4 separate regions of the Sus scrofa genome follow, and all the other regions are linked to region 4. A link is a contact called in public Hi-C and HiChIP or PLAC-seq data. All regions are on one chromosome and are shown on one strand. The core of a region is the stretch at or near the end of the contact, and the rest is flanking DNA. Distances in the headings are between cores, read along the strand shown. Region 1 has its middle 46 kb from the start of SLC25A33. Region 2 holds the start of SLC25A33 (solute carrier family 25 member 33). Region 3 holds the start of TMEM201 (transmembrane protein 201). Region 4 holds the start of GPR157 (G-protein coupled receptor 157).

Region 1 (2,700 bases), core at 164-2,663, 310 kb before region 4:
AGTGACCTCTTTCTGAGAGCAGAGCCCACTGGCCCGTGATGTGCTCCTGCTTCTAGAATTCCACCTGTTCGTTTTCCGAAGAGCGAGTCAGCACTCATGAGGGAGGGGTCAGCCTCTGAGTTGGGCTGTCCTCTGAGGTTCCCTCAAGACCCCCTGGGGCCCTCAGGCACATTCCCTGTGGCTGGTGCTCACAATGAGGTCAGTGCTCCAGGCAGAAGGTCCTGGACCTGCCCCTCTGGGAGCCTGTCCCCTCTCCCTGGTGGAACGAGAGGCCCTTCAACCAGAGTCAGGTTTCATTGTGTTACTTTTCCTTCCGGAACAGATTGTTCATTCAAAGGCAGGTGTAAAGCCTTGATCGGCCCCCACCGCCCCGCCCCCGTGCTCTTGGGCCCAAAGACGAAGCCTCTGCCTGGTGAATGAGCAGGAAAGACACTTGTTCCATCAGTGGCCCAGTACCGATGTGAGCTTAGTCAGAGACTCGCCTGCAGCAGACGCAGACTTGACAGTGGCTAAGAGCAGGACTTGAGCCAGGCTGCTGGGGTACAAACGCACTCTGCCACTCAGCAGCTATGGGACACTGGGCACCTTAACCTCTCTGTGCCCTGTGGCCCCAGCTTCCGTGAAATGTGATAATAACAACACCAGCCCTGTGGAGCTCTTAAAAGAATAAAAGGCTTAGCATTTGTTGGCACAGCAGGTTCTCTAAGTTCTTGTGGCATAAACTAAATCCGGGAGGTGCTGTTTAGGGACCCTGGCTCTCCCGTTCTCCGCCCTGTGCCAGGACACTTTGTCACTGTGCCCGTCTGGCATTTTGTTGTTTTTAATTTGTATTGCTGTTGTTGGGTCCGGGGTGGGCACTGGCCCCCACACCGCCTCTAGCCCAGTGCCTGGTTTCTGAATATTTGATAAACGAATAAGGCAATGAAACACTCCCTTCTCCCAAATTAAGAGACCATTACTGGAAAAAAAAAAAAGAATCTCTGAGAAGCAACTTTTTTTTTTTCTTTTTGCCTTTTTTAGAGCCACATATGTGGCCTATGGAAGTTCCCAAGGTAGGGGTCGAATTGGAGCTGCAGTTGCCGGCCTACACCACCGCCACAGCAATGCAGGATCCAAGCCGCGTCTGTGACCTACACCACAGCTCACAGCAAGGCCAGATTCTTAACCTGATGAGCCAGGCCAGGGATCAACCCGCGTCCTCATGGATACTAGTCGGGTTCGTTAGCACTATGCCACAGCAGGAAGTCCTGAGAAGCAATTTTATTGGCCACACTTGCAGCATGTGGAAGTTCCTGGGCCAGGGATGGAATCTGCTGTAACCAGAGCCACAGCAGTGGTGACGACACCAGAGCCTGCTGAGCCACAAGGGAAGTCCTCTGAGAGGCAAATTTTAATGGTAATTCCCCCAAAGACTAGGTCCCGTGCTTCTCCACTGGGGCAGCTGGGTCTGGTTGGGAATGTGTAGGGTTGCTGAGTGACCCTGGTGGCAGCACATGGAACATACTGGGGCTTCAAACAGAGGCAGGTGGTGGGTAAGTGGCTTGCCTTCTCAGAGGGGGAGACTCCCAGCCTACCAGACCCTGAGGTGCTGACCCCAGGAGAGAGGCCAGCTGTGGGTCCCCCTAGTACAGCCTGGAACAATGGGGACCGTCCTTCCTGATTACGTCCTGGGATGGGCCAGGTTACTAGAATTAGGGCCCAGGTCCACTGGGGAAGGTAAATGCAGCTCCAGGAGCACGGAGTGTCCAGAGAGGCAACTTTTGCTCCCTGAGAAGTAACTGGAAGGACTGGCAGGGGAAGGAGACCCCTGGGGGCCAACGAATGTTGCCTGTCCCTGGGGGAAAGGCATGGTGCATCTTCATCCCCAGCCTCAGGCTATCGGGTTCTCAAACATTCCTGAGTCACCCAGCTGGCCGCACCCCCTCTGTTCACACCATAACTACCATCCAGAGGGGTGGTCCCTCCTGGGAGATCCAGGAGTAAGGGAAATTGTGCCTGGGAGGCTCCTTGCCCCACCCTGCCAACGTCACCTCCCCCGGCCGCTCTGTTCACGGAGGCCCAGACACTGAATCAAAGTGCGTGGAGCCAGCTGGCGAGAGGCGGACAGAGGCCTGATGTCGTTGCCTTGGCTGGTCTGCAGATTGGCACCATGGGTGAGGAAGGGGAGACAACAGATGACCCCCTCTGACAGCCTCCAGGCTCTCGCATCTAAAGACAGGCAGGTGCCACCATAGGAAGCCTTAGACAGGCTTGGGTGGCGTCTAAGGGCCTGACTGGGGTCACCCCGGGCTGGAGAGAGACCTACGTGCTCCCCACCATCAGCAGTGGTGTCAAGGCCTCCCCGTGAGCAAGTCCCATCTCCCTTATCCCGCCTTCCCCCCACCACGGGTGAGGGTGGGGTGCCGCCCCGGGAGGAGGGGAGGGCCCCAGAGTCCAATCTCAGCCAAAGGACCAGTCAGTGAAAGGTTAGAAATTGCATCCTGAAGTACGGACAGAGTGGATGAAGCCTGCTGCATACATTTCCACTCTGGGGGTTCCCGGCGGCACAGTGGGTGAAGGTCTGCTGTGACTCGGGTTGTTGGCGTGGCTCGGGTTAGATTCTTTGCCCCAGAACTTCCATATGCCTTGGGCACGGCCGCAGAAGAGGAAGGAGGAGGAGAAGAAGGAGAAACAAACTCTTTATCGTTGGGGAAAAGTTGG
Region 2 (2,700 bases), core at 43-2,542, 350 kb before region 4:
TAAATCCTACTTTATGTAAAATGCCCTATACTTAAAAATGGCTGTGCCAGGCCTGTGAGGCGCTCAAATAAGACTCCAAACATTTAGGCGACTTCAAAAGGACCCAAAGCAACCCAAAGCCATTAAAAGAAAAAAATTTACCAATACAAAACATTTTCATTTTTATTTTCCGAAAAAAACAAAAACACCAGCTCCCTTCCTAACCCCCTACCATCCAACCTCCCTAAAAATATGCTTCCTCCACTGAAAAACATCAAGTGCCATAAAGATCAAACTAATGAACGCTTTAAAAACAGGGTGCATCTTAGAATTACGCTGTTTCTGACGATGGACATTTCACAGCAGTTGAGAAGCATTTCAACACACCTTCCTGATCTCACTTTGCCCGTAGATTCCCCCATCAGTCCTCCCACAGACTGCTGACCCCAGGATCACGGTTCACCAGCACTTTCCAGGCCCCTGCAGATACCCAACACCTGCAGCCCTCCCGACGGTCTGAACTCGCCCCTGTGCTACCCTGAGGAACTACCGGGCCAAACCGAGCATCCACAAGGTTGCCCAGGGCCTTCGGAGAAAGGCCCTGGAGGAGAATACAGGCAGGAGGGCAATTAGTATACTGTGCCCAGGAAGGACCATCCCGAGTAACACTCGTAAGAGCAGCCACTAATTGTTTAAAAGGAGAAAAAGCTAGAGACATCTCGGGTTGGAGGATGGGCACGGGAGGGGAACGGACGCAGGGTACAATCACTCTCCCGAGATGCAGCTGGGAGATGGGACAGGCCCCGAGCTTCCCCCCCGCAACCGGGCCTCCCCACTGCCCCGACGCCGGCACTTCCTCCTCGAGAGCCAGCGTTTCAGCCGGGGGAGGGCAGGTAACCCTACCCGGAGCACAGAGGGCACCGGGAGGGCGGGGCCGAGGACGAGAGGCGGGGGCGCGGGGTCAGACCGGGACACTCACCCGCCGGCGAAGAGGTGAAGCAACGTGTTCTCCTTCTGTTGAGTGCCCGTCGCCATGGCCGCGCCGGCTCCGCGGCCCGCCGCCGCCGGCTGCCGTGGGCTCGAGGCCGCTCGACGGATACGCAAGGTAGCCGCTCCACTGGCCCCACTGCCCTTAGGCAGCCGCCCGCGCCGCCTCCATGCGTGGCGCGCGCGCCCCGACGACCGGCACCGTCGGCCTGCACCCTCCACCGCGTGGCCGCAGGCGCCTCACCGGCCTCTGCGGCGCGAGCCCGGCAGCAAGCGGGAGCCTGGCGCGCGGGCGTCGTGTGCGGAGTCCAGGTCGTGACGTCACTCGGCGGCGCGAGCCCGGGGCGGTGCGCGGTGGGGGTGTGGGCCCCGATCCCGAGCGCCCATTGGCCGGAAGGCGGAAGTGGGCGGGGTGACTGGGCAGCGGGAAGGGGCGGGGCTGGACCAATGCGCGTGGAGTGAGAACCGGCCGAAGCTGCCTTGTCCCTGATCTGGAACGCGCAGAAACTGCACTGGGTCGAGTTTAGCGGGACCCTCCACCTGGCCTTTTTTCCTTTTTTCAGTCAAGTTTACTTTGTGATACATAGGATGTGTAAAAACGTATATAGATTATGTATGACCTCTCATATCTGTGTACTAATCTCGCAGTTTAGGGGGAAAAACAAGGTCCAGACAGCCTGAACCCTCAGTATACCAGCGGTGGTATCCTTTGGGTGTTTGGAGGTTTTTGTTTTTTGTTTTTTAAGGGCCGCACCCAGGGCATATAGTGGTTCCCAGACGAGAGGTCAAATTGGAGCTGTAGCTGCCGGCCTACACCACTGCCCCTCGGAATCGGAGCCATGTCTGCAACCTACACCACAGCTCACCGCAAGACCAGATCCTTAGCCCACTGAGCAAGGCAAGGGATTGAACCTCTGTCATGGATGCTAGTCAGATTCGTTAACCGCTGAGTCACGATGGGATCTCTGTTTTTGTGTATTTTTGATTTTTCTAGAAATACCATCCTGTGCTGCGATACCTTTTTGGCCTCTTTTCTGTTCATCTCCAGCCCAGACCTCTGAGCTTCAAGCTTCTATATGAGAGCTGCTTATTTACTTTAATGTCAAACCCAGTCTGGCGACCCATTAACTCCAAGTCTCCCAACGCAGGCTTTCCCTGCCCGCCCCTCCCCCTCCCCCGCAACACATGATTCTATTTAATTTCCTCACAGAGATGTTCCCCTTGTGGCTCAGTGGTAACGAAAGGGACTAGCATCCCTTGAGGACCCGGGTTCCATCCCTGGCTCCATTTCCATATGCTGTGGGTTCCGCTCTAAAAAGACCCCCGAAAAAAAAAATTCCTCACTTAGGCTTCTGCAGTTACTTTGTTGTTTTATTTGTGTAAATTGTCCTGCCCCTGGAGTGTAAGCCTCGGAGTGCAGGGACCTTGTGTCTTTTTGTTCATGGTGTTTTCTGACAAGGTACCTGCCACTAATAATGATCAAGAAACTAATTCCTGAACAGAATTCATCACTTCATTCTTCCCCTCCCCCAAATCTGTCTGTTTCTTGCATTTCCTGTTCTGGAGAATGGTGACTCAACCGTCTGCATAGCTCCCAATACCAGAAACTTTCTCCTTACTTTGGACTTCTCTCCCTCCCTCCCTCTCTCTCCCTCTCTCTCTCTCCCTAGCGCTCTCTCTCTCCCCCCCACTTCCCCCCGCCCCCAGCCCACCTGGCACTTCTGTCTCTTTGAA
Region 3 (2,700 bases), core at 156-2,655, 390 kb before region 4:
CACCCCCTCCTCAGCCTGCCAGTCTGGCTCATCCTGCAGATAGCTGACATCCCTCCCACCCCTTCCTCCTCCAGGAAGCCTGTGACTCAGTCGCCCTCACTTCTCTTCCCCTGGGTGAGAAGCAGCGTACGGTGCTGCCTAAGGAAGAACAGACCAACCCTCTGGGTTCCAATGCCAGCTCCCAGCTCCCTGACTCGCTGCTGGGTGGCCGTGGGCAAGTTCCTTCCTCTCTCCCACCGAAAGAGCTGAGCTTCCCACCTCCCTTGCTGATTCTACAAACCCACTCATTCTGTCCCCAGAATGTTCTCACAACCCCCTCTTTTTCCTTGTTCCCTGGGAAGGTGGATCAAATGAGGACACAGTGGGGCTGCCCCTGAGGCCTTGCTGGAGCAAGAAGCCAGCTCTTCGTATGGGGGGAGGGGGCGATCAGCGTATCTTTAAGCCTGGGCCAGGGCAGGGGACACCCACTGAACCCCAGCAGCAACCCGGCCCAGTTTTAAACACCTCTGAAGTATGTCAGGTTTTCTGCTCTTGGAGGCAGTAGGGCCAAGGGGTTAGGGATGCAGGCTCCATGGCAAGGATGCTTCAGCTCACACCCTTACTCCTCTGATTAATAACAATTTATGTAGCTCTTTTGTCCCTCCGCTTCTCTAGGGAAGGCAGGGGTTGTGCCTCTGAAATGAGCTAATGTGAGATTAGAAGGACGCCTGAGACAGCGTATACAGACCAGAAACTGCTGGCTGGGATCACGCTACTCCAACGTGCTCCTGAGGACCAGGGATGGGGGCTGAGTCGGAAAAGAGAGCGGCCCGAGCCCCGCTCGGCTCTCCCTCAGGGTCTGGGGGCCCTGAAGACCCTGCGGCTCGGCCATCACAGGTCTCCGCGGGGGAAGGAAGTTCATAGCCCACGCGCTGGCTGTTGCCGCCCGCCCCACATTCCTGGGGACCCTCAACCCGATCCTCAGCCGCTTCCCGACCGAGGATTCGCAGCCCGCTCTTCTTTTCTGAGGCGGGGGCGTGCACGACGGGGCTCAGCGCGGCACACACGGGCCCCACGCCACACCGCGGCCCCGGCGCGCACGGAGAGGGAGGCTCCGGAGCGCCGGGGCGGGAGGGCCGCGGGCGCGGGCCGAGGCCGCGTGGGCCGCGCGCACTCACCTCCGCGCGATCCGGTAGAGCAGCACGCCGGCGGCGGCGCACGCCGTGACCCCCAGGCCGCCGGCCAGGCCGGCCGTGGGGCAGCGGGCCAGCAGCGCGCTCACTCCCTCCATGGCTCCTCGCGCAGGCGGTGGGCGGCGGCGGGCAGCGTCGGGAGGCGGTGGCGGCAGAGCCGAGGGACGCAGGCGGGACGCGGAGCGGCGGCGCGCGCCTCCCCGCGCCGTGACCTTCGCCGCTTTGTAGCCGGCGCGGGCCCGCCCCCTGACTCGGCGCGCTCCCGCTGCGCAAGCCAATCGAAGCGCCGGGCGAGCCTGGTGGGCGGGGCGCCGGCGGAAGTGGCTGTGCCGCTCGGAGTGCGCCCCCCGGCGGCAGGAGGTGGGAGGCTGCGTGGAGCCCCGTCCGCCCTCCACCGCTTCCTCCGCACTCGCCCGGCGCCTTGCCCAAAGTCGGCTAACTTCAGCATCTCCAGTTACTTGCCAGATCGTAACTAGTCTTCCCCTCTTCTCCCTCCACCGCTAGTCCAGGCTTCCCAACACCTAGACAAGCCGACCAGTTGCAGCAGGTTGGAGCTTCTTAAGCCACTTCCCCTGAAGCCACTCCAAATAAGTTTGTAGGAGTTCCCTTTGTGGCTCAGCCGTTAACCAACCCAGCTAGGATCCATGAGGATGCGGGTTCGATCCTTAGCCTCGCTTAGTGGGTTAAGGACCCAGGATTGCTTTGTGCTGTGGTGTAGGTCGCAGACACGGCTCGGATCCAGCGTTGCTGTGGCTGTGGTGTAGGCTGGCAGCTGCAGCTCCGATTGGACCCCTAGCCTGGGAACGTCCATATGCCGCACCAAAAATCAATCAATCAATCAATCAATCAGTTCGTAGAAACACGAACCCTCCCTGCACACCACCAATCCCCACCAATAAGGAGGAGGTTGAATATACCACAGGACAGCCATGCTTCAGAACATAAATCCAACTATTAGAATGTCAGGGCTACAGGGACTGGCCTAGAGGGGTGAAATAGTTTCATAACAAAGTGATTTGCACATTAATATTTATATCTAAGTTTGAATAAACTCCTATAATTTATGTTTGTAGGAATAGATAATACTGAACAGCAAACAGTTACCTCAGAAGAGCAGGAAGATTATCCAAGAGTTTTAGTATTATTGGTTTGCACTAAATTACTTTTGTCTTTTGAGGGCCACACTTGCAGCATATGGGGGTTCTCAGGCAAGGGGTCGAATCCGAGCTGCAGCTGCCAGCCTACACCATGGCCATGGCCACACCAGATCAGAGCCATGTCTGTGACCCACACCACAGCTCACAGCAACACCGGATCCTCAACCCACTGAGTGAGGCCAGGGAGTGAACCAGCATCCTCTTAGATACCAGTCGGATTCGTTTCCGCTGAGCCACAAGAAGGAACTCTGTGCTAACCTCATTAAAAAAAAAAAAAAAAAAAAAAAGCGAGTTGGAAATGTTCGTATTTAATTACAATGTACTTCTCAGCGTTCCCACACTTCATGCTTTTTGAGGTCAACATTAGAGTC
Region 4 (2,700 bases), core at 43-2,542:
AAAAAAAAAAAAAAAAGTATATGAACATTCATAGCAATTTTATTTATAATAGCCAAATGTGGTTATCAATTAATAGGCGGAAAAACAAATGTGGGATATCTGTACAATGGAACATTACTCAGCCACAAAAAGGAATGAAGCCCTGTACATGCTATAATGTGGATGAAACTTGAAGACAAAGTGAAAGAAGCCAGTCACAAAAGACCACCTATTATTTGATCCCATCTCTGTGAAATTTCCAGAAAGGTAAATCCACAGAAGTTGGATTAGTAGTTGCCAGGAACTGGAGGGGAGAGAGCGATGCAGAATGACTACAGGTAAAATATGAAATTCAACTGAGTGAATCCTAAAGATCTTATTGGCTTTATTCACCAATCATGAATCATGCAGCATCACTCTGAAGGGCTGTACGAAGTGGAAGGGTTTCATAGACAAGAGATGGGACAAGGGACGGATTCTAGCAAAGAGCTGATTATTTCAGGCAAGACTCCCTTCTTTAGGCACATGGCAGGGGTCTCTCTGATGGGTTGCTTCACTAGTGCTGAGCAGGAAATTCCAGATTGACTGGTTAAGGTTACATTCCTGGGAGAGGTTGAAACTACAATTACATTAAGTATTAAATTTCGGTTTGGTGATGTGAGCTTAGCACAAGTGATTCCATTTTGGACCCATCACCCCTTGACACTACTGTGTTTCTTTTCGAGGGAATGAACACGTGGAATTAGATAAAGATGATGGTTGCACAAACTTGTGTACACACACACACACACAGAGCCTGGCTCTAACGAAAGAAGGTAATATTAGCCCTAAAAATGCCAGTCCATCCCTCCCCAGAACTGGACGTCCTAGCTGTCTGGCCAGAGCCAGAGGCTCTGTGGGGAGGGGGGGTAGTGCAGCGCTGAGGAATGGACCACGGGCATGAAAGGAACCGGGGGGCAGGGGCGGGGCTTAGGGATGGTGCTGGGGAGCTGGGGGTTTGCCTGGGGTCTGGGGCGCTGGGCAGGGAAAGGCTCAGAGCCCCGCGCGGGGCCACAGTCGGGACGTGGGGGCCACGGGGTGGAGCGTGGACACGCAGGGGCGTGGTTCGAGGGCGGGGGTGGGGCGCGAGGGCGGGGCGGACTTGGGCGCCACCGGGTGGAGCGCGGAGGGCGCGGGGGCGTGGCGTGGGGCGGGGGCGGGGCCTGGGAGCAGGGGCGGGGCGGGGCCTAGGAGCAGGGGCGGGGCGGGGCGCGGGCGCGGGGCCCAGGGTGGGCCGGGAGGGCCGGGAGGGGCAGGGACTCGGGCGGGGCGGGCGCTGGGGCGCTAGCGGCTCGTGGGTCGGTGCCCAGACGGCGTCTGCCGGACGCGGGGCCGGGCCTCTGTCCTGGCGGCGCCCCGGCCCGCTCCGCGCCCGGCCATGTCTCCTCCCGCGCCGCCCACCGAGCTGATGCCGTCGGAGCGCATCGTGGTGTTGCTCTCGTGCGTGCTGTCCGCGCTCGGCTCGGGCCTGCTGGTGGCCACGCACGCCCTGTGGCCCGACCTGCGCAGCAGGGCGCGGCGCCTACTGCTCTTCCTGTCGCTGGCTGACCTGCTCTCGGCCACCTCCTACTTCTACGGGGTGCTGCGGGACTTCGAGGGCCCCTCCTGGGACTGCGTGCTTCAGGGCGCGCTGTCCACCTTCGCCAACACCAGCTCCTTCTTCTGGACGGTGGCCATCGCCCTCTACCTGTATCTCAGCATCGTCCGCACTGTACGTGGGCAGGGGGCCAGTCGCCTGTTCTGGGCTTTCCACATCGTCAGGTGGGTGGCAGCGGCGGTCGCAGCTTTCCCTCTGGTCCCCTGACACCCTCCTGGGCCTTTTCTGCTGCCCCTGTGACTCTCGCCCCCCTCTGGTCCCCGCTTCTTGGTCGGACCCCTGGCCAGGCCCCCGGCTGGCAGGGTCTGGTGTCTGCTCCTGCCCCGGGGCAGCTCGGGGCCAGCGGAGTGATGCTAGGCTTGCCGAGAAGATGAGCTTGTTCTGAACATCGCCGCCAGGGGTACCCCTTTGAGGTGGCCCCAGCTTGAGCCTCCCAATGAGGTAAGCGCCTCAGAGCAGCCCCTGGAGGGCAGGGGCCCAGAGCTGGCCCTCAGAGCACTTCTGGTAACTTGGAAGCACCTCAGCTGGGCCCTTGGCCTCCTGCTTAGCTGCATCCTGGCCATCTCTGCTGTGGGCGGGGCTGAGGAGCAGCACCTGGGAACCAGGCTGGGCCATGAGTGTGGTCCACTCAGCAACTCCCAGGCTTCCCTCCACCCAGCTCTGTGCCAGCCGTGCGCAGAGCTTCGGCTGTAAAATTTAGGAAGAACAGTCCTGTTTATTCTTATCTTTGCTCATCTCGAAACCTCAGGCCCCAATCCCTCATTATCTCGGTTCTAGATCTTGACTTTCTTTCTGGAGTTCAGCAGCTCTGAAGTTGAGGGTCAGTGGCAGAGGCTGGTCTGGAAGGAGAGCTGCCAGCTGCCTGCAGTCTCTGAGAGCAGAGAAAATCAAGGCCTGGTCCTGCCCTGCCACGGAAGTGTCTGCCCAAGTTACCTTCACCTATGGGAGAAGGTTGCCCCTTCCTGGTGTAATCTCAGGATTCAAACATCTGGAGGTGTCCTGTGCTGAACCCAAGGCAGGAATTTATAGAGCTTCCTGCCTCTTCTCCCTCCTCTAGATAAGAGCACCAAATGCTGCCCTAATTA

The links. Hi-C and Micro-C count contacts between places; a contact is called where the count stands out from the background. HiChIP or PLAC-seq counts read pairs in DNA pulled down with a chosen protein or histone mark.
Region 1: a contact with region 4 is called in a Hi-C map of omental adipose tissue, with 2.2 times the contacts expected there. The contact joins the enhancer-like site here to the promoter of GPR157 in region 4. A contact is called at or near these places in 8 of 47 Hi-C or Micro-C datasets (embryonic fibroblasts, fetal heart ventricle, fetal skeletal muscle and 5 more) and 2 of 2 datasets of contacts at active chromatin or transcription factors (alveolar macrophages and skeletal muscle).
Region 2: an H3K27ac HiChIP or PLAC-seq map of alveolar macrophages shows a contact between it and region 4. The contact joins the promoter of SLC25A33 here to the promoter of GPR157 in region 4. A contact is called at or near these places in 1 of 47 Hi-C or Micro-C datasets (embryonic fibroblasts) and 1 of 2 datasets of contacts at active chromatin or transcription factors (alveolar macrophages).
Region 3: a contact with region 4 is called in an H3K27ac HiChIP or PLAC-seq map of skeletal muscle. The contact joins the promoter of TMEM201 here to the promoter of GPR157 in region 4. A contact is called at or near these places in 2 of 47 Hi-C or Micro-C datasets (embryonic fibroblasts and epiblast stem cells) and 2 of 2 datasets of contacts at active chromatin or transcription factors (alveolar macrophages and skeletal muscle).

What each region holds. Positions count from the first base shown.
Region 1 is chr6:69,887,959-69,890,658 of Sscrofa11.1, reverse strand. No RefSeq gene overlaps it. Among named protein-coding and RNA genes, the nearest start is that of SLC25A33, 46 kb to the left of the region's middle. Within about 2 kb of position 1,413, at least 10 of the 83 cell types and tissues checked have an H3K27ac peak or open chromatin away from gene starts, as enhancers often do. A contact at or near this core is called in alveolar macrophages, omental adipose tissue and skeletal muscle, where this site is marked.
Region 2 is chr6:69,933,402-69,936,101 of Sscrofa11.1, reverse strand. SLC25A33 (solute carrier family 25 member 33) reads right to left here and starts at 1,292. Exons shown (of 7, transcript XM_003127538.6): 1 at 959-1,292. The coding sequence starts at 1,014.
Region 3 is chr6:69,972,083-69,974,782 of Sscrofa11.1, reverse strand. It overlaps TMEM201 (transmembrane protein 201), which reads right to left and starts at 1,405. Exons shown (of 10, transcript XM_013998955.2): 1 at 1,158-1,405. The coding sequence starts at 1,270.
Region 4 is chr6:69,580,248-69,582,947 of Sscrofa11.1, reverse strand. GPR157 (G-protein coupled receptor 157) reads left to right here and starts at 1,292. Exons shown (of 4, transcript XM_021095284.1): 1 at 1,292-1,783. The coding sequence starts at 1,397.